Linked DNA regions of Gasterosteus aculeatus: region 1 is linked to region 2. Evidence: chromatin contacts called from public Hi-C data. All regions are on one chromosome and are shown on one strand. Each heading gives the region's core, a stretch centred on a gene start, on an enhancer-like site or on the middle of the called end of the contact. The rest is flanking DNA. Distances are from core to core; before and after follow the strand shown. Region 1 has its middle 29 kb from the start of irx1b. Region 2 holds the start of nsun2 (NOP2/Sun RNA methyltransferase 2).

Evidence for each region. Hi-C and Micro-C count contacts between places; a contact is called where the count stands out from the background.
Region 1: a Hi-C map of tail fin shows a contact between it and region 2, with 2.7 times the contacts expected there. The contact joins two enhancer-like sites. A contact is called at or near these places in 4 of 6 Hi-C or Micro-C datasets (skeletal muscle, tail fin and whole body).

What each region holds. Positions count from the first base shown.
Region 1 is chr10:16,080,389-16,087,184 of fGasAcu3.hap1.1, forward strand. No RefSeq gene overlaps it. Among protein-coding and RNA genes, the nearest start is that of irx1b, 29 kb to the right of the region's middle. Within about 2 kb of position 3,938, at least 1 of the 9 cell types and tissues checked has open chromatin away from gene starts, as enhancers often do.
Region 2 is chr10:16,022,656-16,029,754 of fGasAcu3.hap1.1, forward strand. nsun2 (NOP2/Sun RNA methyltransferase 2) reads left to right here and starts at 626. Exons shown (of 19, transcript XM_040188726.2): 1 at 626-974; 2 at 1,461-1,618; 3 at 1,739-1,843; 4 at 1,931-2,036; 5 at 2,169-2,240; 6 at 2,355-2,439; 7 at 2,550-2,742; 8 at 3,050-3,124; 9 at 3,238-3,368; 10 at 3,691-3,764; 11 at 3,837-3,967; 12 at 4,263-4,359; 13 at 4,527-4,750; 14 at 5,023-5,115; 3 more. The coding sequence starts at 909. srd5a1 (steroid-5-alpha-reductase, alpha polypeptide 1 (3-oxo-5 alpha-steroid delta 4-dehydrogenase alpha 1)) reads right to left here and starts at 293. Exons shown (of 5, transcript XM_040188728.2): 1 at 1-293. The coding sequence starts at 160. Within about 2 kb of position 5,331, at least 4 of the 9 cell types and tissues checked have open chromatin away from gene starts, as enhancers often do.

The DNA.
Region 1 (6,796 bases), core at 2,688-5,187, 56 kb after region 2:
CCGACTCGATGTGCTTACGGTTACCACGGCAACCAAAGGGCGACGTGTTGCTGTAGTGCCGTTTGTTTTTTTTACAGGCCAACGCAGTGAAAGGGAAACATTTTCCTGCGCTGTCTTCGTGCATTTCGGGTGGGTGTGCAGTGTTTGACGGGTGCAGACGGAGCCGCTCGGAGAGACGGATGCTGGTGAGTTAATGAGGAGAGATGACGGAGGGGGGAGGAGGAGGGGAGGAGGGGGGAGACAAAGGAGCCACGGAATGAAAATCTTTACCGGTGTACAAGTTCTACTAACAGCAAGTGTAGAGCACTGGAATGAATGGGCTAAGGAGGGAAGAGTGTGGGGGGGGGGGGGGGGGGGGTATAGACATGGGTGAAGGAGGGTGCAGGAGAAGACAGGAGGAGGCTTCATGATCCATCTTCTAGCACCTGACACCAGATCAATACTCCCTGGACGACGGCAAAGCGCCGTCGTCTCTTGTCCCGGCTCATCTCCCCCCCCTTCCACGTCCCGTCTCTTCTCCCCTGCCAGGTGCCTTTGACCCCCTCCGAATAGAAGCCAGGTCTAGGTTGCTATAACTACATGACACAACGAATAACGTAAACCGTGACGACCAGGTGAATAAAACGAGCTCTTTAGTCCAGACGTGATTCGGCCTTCTGATGCGCCACACAGTCCTTTAGTGAATGAGTTAATGCCCTTGGACACTTGCCCACGTGTTTGTAAATCAGAGAAGGCAACCAGCTGTTCACTGTCACAAGAGCTAAGGACCTCTAACAGGACTGCCGGGGGGGGGGGGGGACGCTTCACATCACATCCATTCTACGCCCAGCTGCAAATGACCCACAGTTCGTACCTGGGTCAAATTGCTGCGCCTGATTGTTTGCTCTGTAATCCATCGCTCCGTTTGTTTCCATGGACGGAGGGACGGGGGGACGGGGGGGGGACGGGGGACGGGCCGCACTGCGAGGGCACATCCGGGACACATCTTATGTCATTTCATAAGGCAGCAGATGCGCCATCAAATTCAATTAACAGCTTAGCCCCCACCCACCGACTCCGGCTCAACCCCCACCAAAATGACATCAGGGACTGTTCAGGCCTCTTTTAAAAAAAATTGTATTTAAATCTCTGTAATGTTTTCGCTGACCGACCCAGACTCCCTGTCCTTGCCGTTCACATCCTACCGGTGTAATGGACTGGCAAGCATTGATTATGAAACCCAATAGCAACAGATCATTTGATTATTAGTGGACCCCCCCCCCCCCCCCTGTAAACACAATTATATTAACTCCACAGACCTGCTAACCTAATGAAAGATAATCAGTTAATAATCTGTATCCGAGGAATTCTATTGAAATGGATTCCATCGATGTGGACCCCCCCCCCCCCAGTCTTTAGAGGTTCCCAAATCGGGGATCAGCCAGTATGGATTTGTACATGTCACCTGTTTATTGGCAGCTGTGTCTTATCATTAGAGGTAAAATGTGTGAGTATTTCCATTTGATGGCGGAGATCAAAGTGCATTGAGTGACTGGCATCTTTTTATTTGAACCAACTTCTTTTCCTCTGCCGTTAATTCATTATATTACCATTACAAAGCTTGCGTTTACTACAAAATGGTGGCATCAAGAAAACGATTCTCTTTGCATCTTTTCTTTTGATGTCACTTATGTCACTTCTTTCATCGCTCCTCCCGTTTCACTTGAACACGAGTCGTGGGAGACACAAACGCCACGCGCTGACACGTGTGCATGCACACGCCTCCTGCCCCGGATCATGCCTCCGTTTAGTGAATAATGTATGAGTTGTTGGCCCGCGCGTTTCCCCGACAGATGCTTTCTTTTGTCACTCATCCAGGGCACGAATGCCCCCCCCCCCCTGCCCCCCCAACATGCACATGCATTACACACATCCTGGCCTAAGGTTGCTTCTGCACCAGAGAAATGACGATTCGCTCCAAACCGGCCGCCCTGCAGCTCGTAGTGTTTCTTAACAGTCGGCTGCGCGCGGGATCGAAGGCCTTATTGACTGCGTCTCGTCCACACGAAGGAGCGAATGAGAGCGAAGGGCCGTCCCTTCGCGTCGGCATCACTGGAACTTATCCGTGTAATTTCCTTTCCTGACTCTCAGAGGCTCTCATCACCGCCATTGATCTACTGTGTCTTGGATAGAGGGGGAGTGGTGAGGGGAGGGGGGCATCGCTCTCTCTCTGTCTCTGGTCTGTCTGGGAAGACAAACCAAAGGAGGGTGGGAGAAATCTATGATGTGAGAAAGGAACCCCGTGAAGAAGATGAACGCCAGACCTGAAGCAGAGGTGATGGAGGGGGCGGGGCCTTGGACGCAGGGCGGGAACAGGTGAAATCCTTGTTTCAAACGTGAACCACGCTCCTCCCCCTCGTGATGGAGAGTACGCGACTGATGCCTCTCTGCAGACTCGAACTGGGGGTCCCATCAGGTTGCCCCCCCCCCCCCTCATGTTGAGTGACGACGCAGCCGACGGAGAGCAAACGGCTAAATTCAGACGATTCCCACCTCGCTCCCATTCTGCCGTCACCGCGCCGTAACGGATTAGTGCATTAGCAAACGCCGGGCGAAGGGAACCACGGCAATTTGCACGGCTAAGATCGATGTCCGCAAAGATAATTAGAGCAGGAGCATTATATATTCATGCGCTGACGTGAAGTGCTAAAAATACTTCCTGTGTGACATCAGTTAAATGCTTCTGCACCGAGCAGAGAGGTTAGGGTTTGGGGTTAGCAGCGGGCTTCCCATTAGCCGCCGACATAATGGGCAGGAAGTACGGCCATTAATCAGTCCTTTTCCTGGAGATGAACGCCGTGTATTCCATCGGACCAGCTTTTGTGCAACACTGGCTTCTCTCTTGTTTCAGTGGAATGAAATGTGCATTATTTGTGGCTCTTCTTTAAACACGCAAATGTGTGAAGGAGTCGACGTTGTGTCAAAGATGTCTTTGCGTTACGGAGATATTCACTGAAACAAGCGAGCTGGACAACCGGCTTCGGCCCCTTTTGTCATGGAACATTTATTGTACCCAGATAAGGAGGTTGACCCCCCCCCCCACCTCAAGGGGCCTTTTGACAGTTTACACCTTCACCATGGACCCTCTGATCTCTCTCTATTGGGAAGTGATCGCCGTAGATCTCCGGCCAGTGTCTGTGCGGATGGACGCATCTCACCGCACCGTCAAACTAAAAGTGCTGCCGCTCTACTTTCTGCGCATGGAAACTTTGTGTCTCCAATCAGTGACGCCACAGCAGGGGTTTTGACTTTGACAGCTGATGCCCCCCCCCCCCCCCCCCCGCTGTGACATCACTGATTGGGACGCACCCGCAGCTCTCTGCTTTGTGTTGAATAATGACGTCAATCAAGGGAACAAGTTCTTCCAACACTTTGAGGATTAAAGGCAGCAGCTTCATTTCTTAGTGGTAACAGTTCCCAACACGTCTTTGGTGGCCTCGTGTTTAGAAGGTCAACCAAGTAAATCACGTCACATGTGATTTTCATCACGCCCGGGCAGGTTGTGTGGTTGCCAGGACAATGTTGGCATGGCGATCAATCAGATTGGTGCGGAAAATCATTGCGATATGTTGTTATTCGAACAAAGTAGCCAATTTGTCACTCCATTATGCAGACACACACTTACCCGCGCACGCACACACACACACACACACACACGGCCTCTTTCCAAGCTGCTTCTGTGCCTGAAAGCAGCCTGTGTACATGACGGTGTTTGCTGAGCAAAAATGAGATCATTCACGAAGCCCCCCGGGGTCACATTTCCTCAAGGGGAGGGTGAGAGGAAAGCAGGCAAGAGAAGAACCGCAGCTTCCTCCCACTTTGGGAGGGAGGGAAGGAGGGAGGTTTGTGTGTTCTTTAAATCTGGCTGATGAGGTCGAGTGCGTGTTGGGAGAGCGTGAACAGGGATGAGACGGTGGGAGGGACGTGGCGTGGCAGGGCGAGCTGAGAGGGGAGGTGGAGGGTGGCGGGTGGAGGATGTTGCCACGTTGGATTGTCAGCAGGTCTGAGTCTCCAGGGGGACATCTGCACTCATCACTGTCATGCTCGGCGTCCGGGTCCCGTCGTTCCTTCTCTCTTCCCGATTCCTCATGTGGACACTGAACTCCCAGAATGCCGCTGGCCTTGAAGCAACCGCCGTGTGCGTCCTCTGACTAAATGTCCTTATCCGAGAGAGTATTTTTTCTGATGGCACATTGCTGATGATAAGCACGGCTGTAGCGAGGACACTGGACGAGTCTCTGCTCTCAAGCCCGAGACTTGAAATCTCTCAATTAAGACGTCTGATGATCAATAATCAAAATCCTACAGCAGATGAAATAAGTGTTCTTCCCTGGCCTTGAAAGGTGAGGCGTAAAACTCACGGCGTGGAACACGACTGCCCCCTGCTGGCAGCAGCTTTTTTGCACATGAAAAGGGTTTTTAGGCGTTTCACTCTCTTTTCTTAAATTAATATTGTCTCAATTTATATTCAAAGTGTAAAGTCCATTGCAGGTTTTCCCTCTTGAACGCTCAGATTATTAGCAGACCTGGATGACACTGAACGGGACTTCATAATGAAGGTGAGATTTGAGATTGACTCTGGGAATAGAACGGGGTTGTCATTGTATGATGGTGATGTGGGACATTATGAATGTCACGCGTCTACGATAAAGAGTTAAAAGAGAGGAATACACACATTTATGATGATGTATAAGAAAAACACGTTTAAAATGCACTGAAATACAATAAAAGACAATACCCCATCAAAGGATACAGTTCAGGCAGGTTTGAAGATTTTCTTCCATCATCAAGCGTCATTTTCCTGCTCAATGCTCATTCGTGTCATGTAACAAGCAAGAAAACTTTCCCCTCCGACTCCCCCGGAAATCATGTTCTTGTTCATAAGAAATATGTAAATAATATATTTTGGCAAATTAATGGAAAAACCCAGTGTACCATTTGGGTGAGCATGCTCCTGGGTGCTGGCGCGTGGATGCTCACTCACCGTCTGGCCCACTGGGACCCTTAATGGAACCGAGCCGTCGCTGACCTCTGTTACGAGGAGTCAAATTGTCTCCCATGAAAGGGGTCTTCAGTGTGGACAACCAACTTCTTAGCAGCACCTGGAACCAAGCTGCAGACAGCCTTTCACCGATGAAACGTTTAGTGATTATTTAATTAAAAGGTGAACACATGTGGTTCAGAGCTTCAATACAGCTGCAAATAACTACTTATGTAAAGATACGGAAATTAATGTGTAATTGAGCAGAGAAGGGAGTCACTGTGTGTGGATATCCGAGTCCATCCGTTCTTTCCTTACATAGCCAATATGCCCCTGAGATATGACAAAAATAGCATTTAAAATAGCATCAAGTTTTAATATACCATGCATGCATTAATAGCATGCATTAATGCATTAATAGCATGCATTAATAGCATGTTGATGCTGCCACGCTCAATTCTGATTTATTGCTCGGATCAGATTTTTTTCTCTTTGGTTGTTCATATTTTTAAACTAAAAGCCGATATGAGTCCTGGGCTGAATTCTTAATTAATACGTTAATATGCAGTGGAAATAATATGACCAAGCAGTATATAAAACTGTTAAAATCATTTGTGAAATGATCGGGGTGGATAAACTTTCGTGCTGATTCATCAACAGTAATAATGCAAAATTAGGATATACCACTCAGAAAATAATTGCATTAAATAACTAGAGTATATAGTTCTAAGAAAAGTATATATATATAAAAGAGTATTTTCACGCGGTGTTTTCTTCTTCTGCTCAGGTAAAGGACCAGAGACTTCAGCACTGCCTCTTCAGGCCGAACAAAGCAAAGGGGCCCAGTTCCCTTCCTGGCCGCCAGGTGGCAGCAGACGCCAACACGAGAAGGCCCTGCGAGGCACCAGGGACTGATTTCCTCTGCTGTTTATGTCAGTAATTACAGTCATTAAACCTCGAGCATCCTCCTCAGCCGTGGAGGCCCACTATCATCTGTAGATCAATAACGGCGCGTGCACATGTTTGCACGTGCAGGTGCTCCTCGCGAGCGTGAGGAGTCTGGGAGGTGGACTGCGAGTAATGGGGCCATAATTAGGGGTGAATGTTTGCACACACTCGCACACGCGCAATGGCCTGAGGTAATTTGGCGGCACTAAATGAGATTATCAGCAGCGCGGTGATTAATGAGCATCCCTTCTGCAGAGCCCCACGATCCGCTGCGAGTCCCACTGGCTGCAGCTCCCGGGGCCCCGGGGCCTGCTGCTGACATCGGCACCTCCACACCACACCACGATCAGCTGAAATACGAACTGATCACCGGGAGTGAATTATTGAGCACTGATTCAATGCACTCACATGGTGGATTTTTATTTAAATTGTAGTGATAATTGGGGTGGAATTTATTTACTCATTTATTTTTCCGAAAATTGGGAAGAATTGAGGAAGCAAATTGAGCAAACAATAAATCTGTTGCTGGCAAACGATGGAAACAGGGGAAAGTCAACAGTTGAAGGCCGCTGTGTTTGTTTTTCAACAGTAAAAACAAGATTCATATGACACATAGTTTTCATTCTGAGAAACTTAATCTAGATATTAATATATTCTTGTTATTTAGAGGCATTGGCGTTTTTTCCACAAAAACAACCTCGCTGCAGATGAGTAGCCTCTGAAAAGTGTCAACTTTGGAAGAAAATACAAAAAAACAAAACTTGTTACAAACAAACATTTATTTTCTGTGCAGATTTAATTGTCTCAGCAGCGGATGATTGAAAGAGT
Region 2 (7,099 bases), core at 4,081-6,580:
ATCCGTACCTGCTGGTTGCATAGCGCCCGTACGGGACGTTTTCAAAGAGCAGAGTCACAAACGTGCAGGCTGCCATGACCAGCATGAGGTAAGCCATGCAGTCCAACGCGTAGCGCTCCTCTTCTTCCGAGGAGAAGAGCCGCGAGAGGAGCGCGTCCATGGTGGGCGAGCGGGCCGGTGTTGCAAAAAACAACAAGCGCCAGAAATGGAAATGTCAGCGTTATTAATGTGTTTGCAGCTGGAAGGCGGTGTCGCCAGCGCCCTCTCGGGTTCGCTCTGCAGCGCGATTGGTCGACGCGGAAGAACGCGTCACGCGTTCCCCGCTCGGGACCAATCACAGTGCGCGAACAGACAGACGGCATCTGGTGTCATCCATCCACGTTATTCAACCGATAAAGACCCATGAATCTGTTTCAATAAATCACCTGCTGTAAACAATGAGCGGTTACTGCATTCATATATTATTTTAGATTAATATAATACGTATGCTTTCACGCGGTTAGACAATCGAGCCGGAGTGAACGCAAAGTATCAGATATACAAAAATAAATAACATACTGAATTTGAAAGTCAATAGCATAATCATTTCGTATTGCAATGTCAAATTTAAATTCCTATTTGTTGAAAAAAATCGCACGAACGCCCCTCAAATCTTTTTTTTCTTCTTCACTTTATTTCAGGCACAGGCCATCGCCACCTCTACAGGGGTCCTGAGTCACGTGCGTCAGAGGCAACACGTTTCGAGGGAAACACGGCGTCGCAGTTGCTCCAACGCAGGTCCCACGGTCGTTTCATCCGACCTACAGGCTTCGTTTTCCGCCCTCCGGACCGCCACGACGTTCCGCAGGCTCTTCTCCAGAGTCGTCTGCTATCACAACAACAACAACAACAACAACAACAACAACAACATGGGGAAGAGGAGCAGACAGCGGCAGAAGAACCAGCCGACCGGCAGGGACGACAGGGACAACGCAGTAAGCATCGCCGTTCTGCAGCTCCAACTTCTGCGTATTGCTTAACGCGTGAACTGCATTATTTAACGTATAACATCTGTATTTACTGGACGCAGAGGTGGTCTTGAACTTGAAACGTAGTCACGGAGCTGCGCAAAAAAACCAGCTGCAACTTCTGCTGTCAGCTGCTGTTCCACAAGGCAACATGGGAGCTTACTTACTTACGTTAGTCTAGATTATTACGTGCTCGGTGGGGAGTGTGCGGCTGATTACGCGTTGGCACGCATGCAGGTGCAGGACCTGATTGTGAATTACTACATTATTCATTATCCATCATGAGACAATACCAACAATACCAAGAACACCCCTGATTGGCAACTTTCTGAATGACATCGATGCAACTTTATTCTCATACAGAGTATGTATTTAAATCGCCAGGTGCTTCTCCAGTTATGCTCATCATACATTAGAATAACATATTACTAACTATGTTCCCTGTGTGTTCAGGGCTGGGGAGCCGGGTATGCGGACATTGTCAAGGAGAATAAGCTGTTCGAGCACTACTACCAGGAGCTGGGCCTGGTGCCTGCTGGAGAGTTTGAGCAGTTTATGGACGCCATGAGGGAACCGCTGCCGGCAACCATCCGCATCACCGGGTACAAGAGGTGAGCGTAAAAACACACGAACGTGGTCTCCTCATCTGGACCCAAGCGGCGGTGCAAGGTCGTGGGTTTCAACACTTTGGGTCTTTGGTTAATGCAAGTCTCCTTTTTGTCCAACCCCAGCCATGCCAAGGAAATCCTCCACTGTCTGAAGGACAAATACTTTAAGGATATTCAAGAGGTGGAGATAGACGGTCAGAGGATTGAGGCTCCGCAGCCTCTCGTTTGGTACGATCTCCTGCTTTACGCGAGGCAAAGACCCTCACGGCGCACAGAAACCAGAAGATCGGTACATGTTGTGTCTTTCCCCTCCAGGTATCCCGATGAGCAGGCCTGGCACACCAACATGAGCAGGAAGATCATCAGGAAGTCTCCCCTGCTGGAGAAGTTCCACCAGTTCCTGGTCAGCGAGACCGAGTCGGTGAGTCAACACAAACAAAACAGAGGCTTTCCCACACTGGACCGTGCCGCTTTAGCTACAACAAGAGTATTGTGGCTGCATTTATAAAAGTCTCCTTGGAACAAAGCATCGTTTTTGTGGTTGTACTTTCAGGGTAACATCAGCCGACAGGAAGCCGTCAGTATGATCCCGCCTCTCCTCCTGAAGATTGAGTCCCACCACAAGGTGAAAGCGCCGCCCTCAATTAGGGCTAAAGATAGCACATCTGTCCTCCTTCCCTCCTGTGTTCCACACTCCTTTTGGCTCAAAAACAGCTGACGTACCTGCGTTTCTGTGCAGATCCTGGACATGTGTGCAGCTCCGGGGTCAAAGACGGCCCAGCTGATCGAGATGCTCCATTCGGACATGGACGTGCCTTTTCCTGGTAAGACGCACGCATTTAAAGCCAGGAATCACGGCTCCGTAAGTGATTTCTGTGAGATAATCAGCAGCCTCTGCCACTTAAACAGCAGCTACCTACTCCTCTAACCCCAGAGGGCTTTGTCATTGCCAACGACGTGGACAACAAGCGCTGCTACCTGCTCGTGCACCAAGCCAAGCGCCTCAACAGCCCCTGCATCATGGTGGTCAACCACGACGCCTCCTGCATCCCCACGCTCAACATCGACTTGGACGGCAAGAAGGACGTCCTCTTCTACGACCGCATCCTGTGTGACGTTCCCTGCAGGTCAGCATGCGTCCGCGTGTGTGTGTGTGTGTGTGTGTGTGTGTGAGGGCTGCAGGAGTGAGAGGAGGGGTTGGCAGTCTGGAGGAAGTAGATCAGAGAGGATCAAGGAGATCATTTTCTGTCCAAATGAAGGGAGGCGGGGGGGATCCTTGAAGGTCGGCAACATTTCATGACCAAAACCGAGCTGCATTTGTTTGCAAATGTTGTCCCGAGGGCAGCGAGGATGTGAACAGTCAGCTGAAGGCCTCCTTTTTAGATCGATCATGCTCGACCCGTGACTGGTGTCTGTGCTCTCTGTGCTCTGCAGCGGGGACGGCACCATGAGGAAGAACATCGACGTGTGGAAGAAGTGGACGACCAGCAACAGCCTGCACCTCCACGGGTGAGATTGGGGGGGGGGTTGTTTGTGCCTTCGGGACACTATAGGAATTCACGCACTCGTGTGGTTGGTTGTTTGGCTTCAGGGGAGCGTGTCTCTCTGTGTGTGTTCACCAGGCTCCAGTTGCGAATTGCGGTGCGCGGCGTTGAACAGCTGGCTGTGGGGGGGAGGATGGTTTACTCCACCTGTTCACTCAACCCTATAGAGGACGAAGCCGTCATCGCGGCACTGCTGGAGAAGAGCGAAGGTGAGAAGCGCTCACAGGGTCGTCGTGTTTAAGCATCATCTGTTGCACGTTTTATTCAAATGCAAGTTTTATTTTTCAGGTTTTTATTGACGACTAAAGTAAACAAGTCAAAAGTTACAATTTCTCAGAGGTAGAAACACACATCGGCATTTAATGATTGGTCATTATCACAACGAAGCTGCACAATCGCTACATCTGATATCCTGAAAGCATAAAATGAGACTTTTTGTTAAATGTCTCTAGCGATGCTGAATGAGGAGGCTCCCAGGGAGGAATGTTTAGTAACTCCACCTCGTTGACTCCCATCTCCTTCCCTCCCCAGGAGCGCTGGAGCTGGCCAACGCCTCGGCTGACCTGCCGGGTCTCAAGTGGATGCCCGGGGTCTCCTCCTGGAAGGTACGGGAACCCCCGGCCAGAAGGGGAAAGGGGAGTTTACCGACCGACTGTTAACGGTTTTCTCCCCTGCAGCTGATGACCAAAGAGGGCCAATGGTTCTCGGACTGGTCCGAGGTTCCGGGCCATCGTCGCACACAGATTCGGCCCACCATGTTCCCGCCGACCGACTCGGAGAAACTCTCCGACATGCACCTGGAGAGATGGTACGTGCAAGCGCTGCTGTTCAGTGTGACGCGGGCGAATGTTTAGGGCCGCGTGCACGCGAGCACTGTGTGCGTGGGTGCACGTGCGCACCTGCCCTCTCGCTCCATGGTGGATGATGTCATTGTAGGTGCTCAGGTGGGCCCAGCAGAGGGCGCCATTGCCCCACACTGCTTCAGCATCTTTTATTTTATTGCCTATTGGAGGGGAAAAAAAAAAAACTGTGTTCATCGACACAGTGGGCGGCCCCATTACACTCAACGCCATGATGATTGTTTGTGTGTGTTTCACTGCCAGCATGAGGATTCTGCCACATCACCAGAACACCGGAGGTTTCTTTGTGGCTGTGCTGGTGAAGAAAGCCCCCATGCCCTGGAACAGAAGATATCCCAAGGTGCTCCATCACTAAAGCGCGCACTTAACAGATGATTACATTGTCATTGTCCTGTGCTTGAGGGGGGAAATGGAGCAGCATTCAATCTCATGTCCCCCCCCCCCCTCTTCCCACAATGCATCATTCACCTGTTGCTAAAGCACAGCTGGGGCTTCTTTTCTCTGCAGCTGAAGAGGGACGTCTCGTCCGCCTCAGCGGTCCAGGCTGAAGGCTCCCCGGCGGCCTCGACACCCACAGACGCGCCCCGCCCCCCCGACAGCGTCCCTGCTGCCGCGGAGGGGGAGATGGAGGTGGAGGTGGAGGGGGGAGGCCCAGAGGGAACGGTAGACAAGGAGGCAGGGGCACAGAAAAGAGCTCTCTCTGCCCAGGAGACCGCCGCTAAAGTGGGCGGGTGAGTCGTGAGCTACTGAACAAACTAAAAACCACCAGGGCTTCTTGAGCCATTATGATGAAAAGGGATTACTTTTAATGAGAAATGACTTAGATGAACCTCACCGGTCCTGAGGTAGATGATTCTAAGCCTTTTCTATAACTCACTGTCTGCCATGTCCACATTAAAAGCTCCGATATAAAAGCTTTTCTGGAACATTTGACATGGGACATTTTTTTTTTTTTAAATTTAAATAAGTCAATAATTAGTTAATTATAACTGTCTCCTCTCAGACCTCCAGCCTCTAAGAAGATGAAGCTGTTTGGTTATAAAGAAGACCCCTTTGTGTTCCTCACTGAAGAAGACCCCGTCTTCACCACCATACAGTGAGTCCCTCAAACACACACACACACACACGCGACACTTTCCACGTCCCGTCACCCAATTTTTTTTGTTTTGTCCGTTTTTAATCTAGATCGTTCTACGACCTGGCACCCAACTTCCCCAAACTCAACGTGCTGACCCGGACTCACGATGGCAAGAAGAGACACTTGTACATGGTGTCCAAGGAGCTGCGCAACGTGCTGCTCAACAACAGCGAGCGCATGAAGGTGTGTGTGTGTGTGTGTGTGTGTGTGTGGGAACAACATTAGATCGTTCACACACACACTGATGATGACAAAGCACTTCCTTGAGTGGAAATAAGGTAGAACGAAATGGATCCAACAAATCAATAATCAATGATTAGCTGCCGGCCATTCGTGTCTTATTGATTGTTTTACAGAGCGTACCTACTGCATCATGTTTATTGTAGCAGCGTGCAGACGTATTGGTACCAGCCGATCGTTCAAAATCACCTGCACAGGTGGCTGTGTGTGTGTCTGTCCCTCCCTCCATCCATCCATTATGTTTGATCCATCTCACTTATTAGTCACTTTCTATGGAGCTAAACCGCAATGTTTCCACAGTGGAGCACATTCATGGTGCAGAGGCCATTGTTTACCTCCTTGGCCCTTTAATGGCAGCTCAAGTTTTACAAAGAAAATCTATTGCAACGTTGATGGTTTAAAGCTGGGGTGGGTAACTTGTTTTTATCACTGGATCTATTTATTTCAATTGTCTTTACATGCCAGCAGCTATCAATAAGTCTAATTCCCTTGAGAGAGAAAAAAGGGAAGGCTGGTATCTGCATTTGTCAGAGGCCTAATTTCTATCCAGCTGTGAGTCCGCGCTCGTCTTTTAGTGGCTTTAGAGGAAACCCTGAATGGAAGGACGGACTTCCTCGCTGGATGGATGTCCCGCCTTTAGTATTCAAAGTTAATTGTTCTGTGCTTCCCTCAGGCTAGTAAAGAATTCCCTGTGGATATTTATTCCTGAAGTGTTGTATTTTACTCTGCACGTCGTTCCTCCCACTCTGAGATCGCAGCATTCACTTTTTAAATGTCACGTAGAGGAGATGCCTTCAGCTAAGCCGTTGTGTCGAACATCAGTACGTGATTACAAAACACAGCGAAGCAAAGAGACCACACGTAACAGGATTAGTCTTTTTTTTTTTTATTTCTTTACTTGCGTTGGTTGTGCTTTCAGAAGGGACATGAATCGGTTGCAGTCGGTTGAATAGAGTTTTTGTTTTGTTTCTCAGGTTATCAACACGGGGGTGAAGGTGTGGTCTCGCAACAGTGATGGGGAGGAGTTTGGATCCCCCTTCAGACTGGCTCAGGAGGTAACACACGCCATCTTAAGTGGATGGAATGATTTTCTATAAATGAACTGGTTATTAATTGCAGAGTTGTATTGTGAAAAAACAACATTCTGTCAGAATCTTCACACCGTATCTGCACGTCTTTTTTCTGTATGCAAATCAACCCCACAATCAGCTCGCAGCAATGCAAAGTTAGATGCACAGCTCCTATTTCTAAGACATCGACACCTTCTACGTTCCATTTTATCAGTGTTCAAACATGCGTCATCTTCACTGGATTCCCCAGCGGGCGACTTCACACTCCCAAATACACTTCATTCATTTCATGTGCACCGTGTGACCATAAAGAATGTAGATTTATTATGTCGGCCGGCGGAGCGTCAACCGCGTCTCCTCTCTGTCGGACAAGGGTATCTACACTCTTCAGCCGTACATCCGCTCCAGGATAATCCGAGTGAGCGTGGAGGACATCAAAGTGCTGCTGACCCAGGAGAACCCCTACCTCAGCAAACTGCAGGAAGACGCCCACGCTCAGGCCAAGAAACTTGGTACGACTCACATTCCGAAACACACGCACGCACACCAGACATGTTTTAAATAAGTAAAATAGCAACTCAAAGACGAGTAAGGCTTCCTTTTATGATCCACAAATGCAATTATTTGGGAGG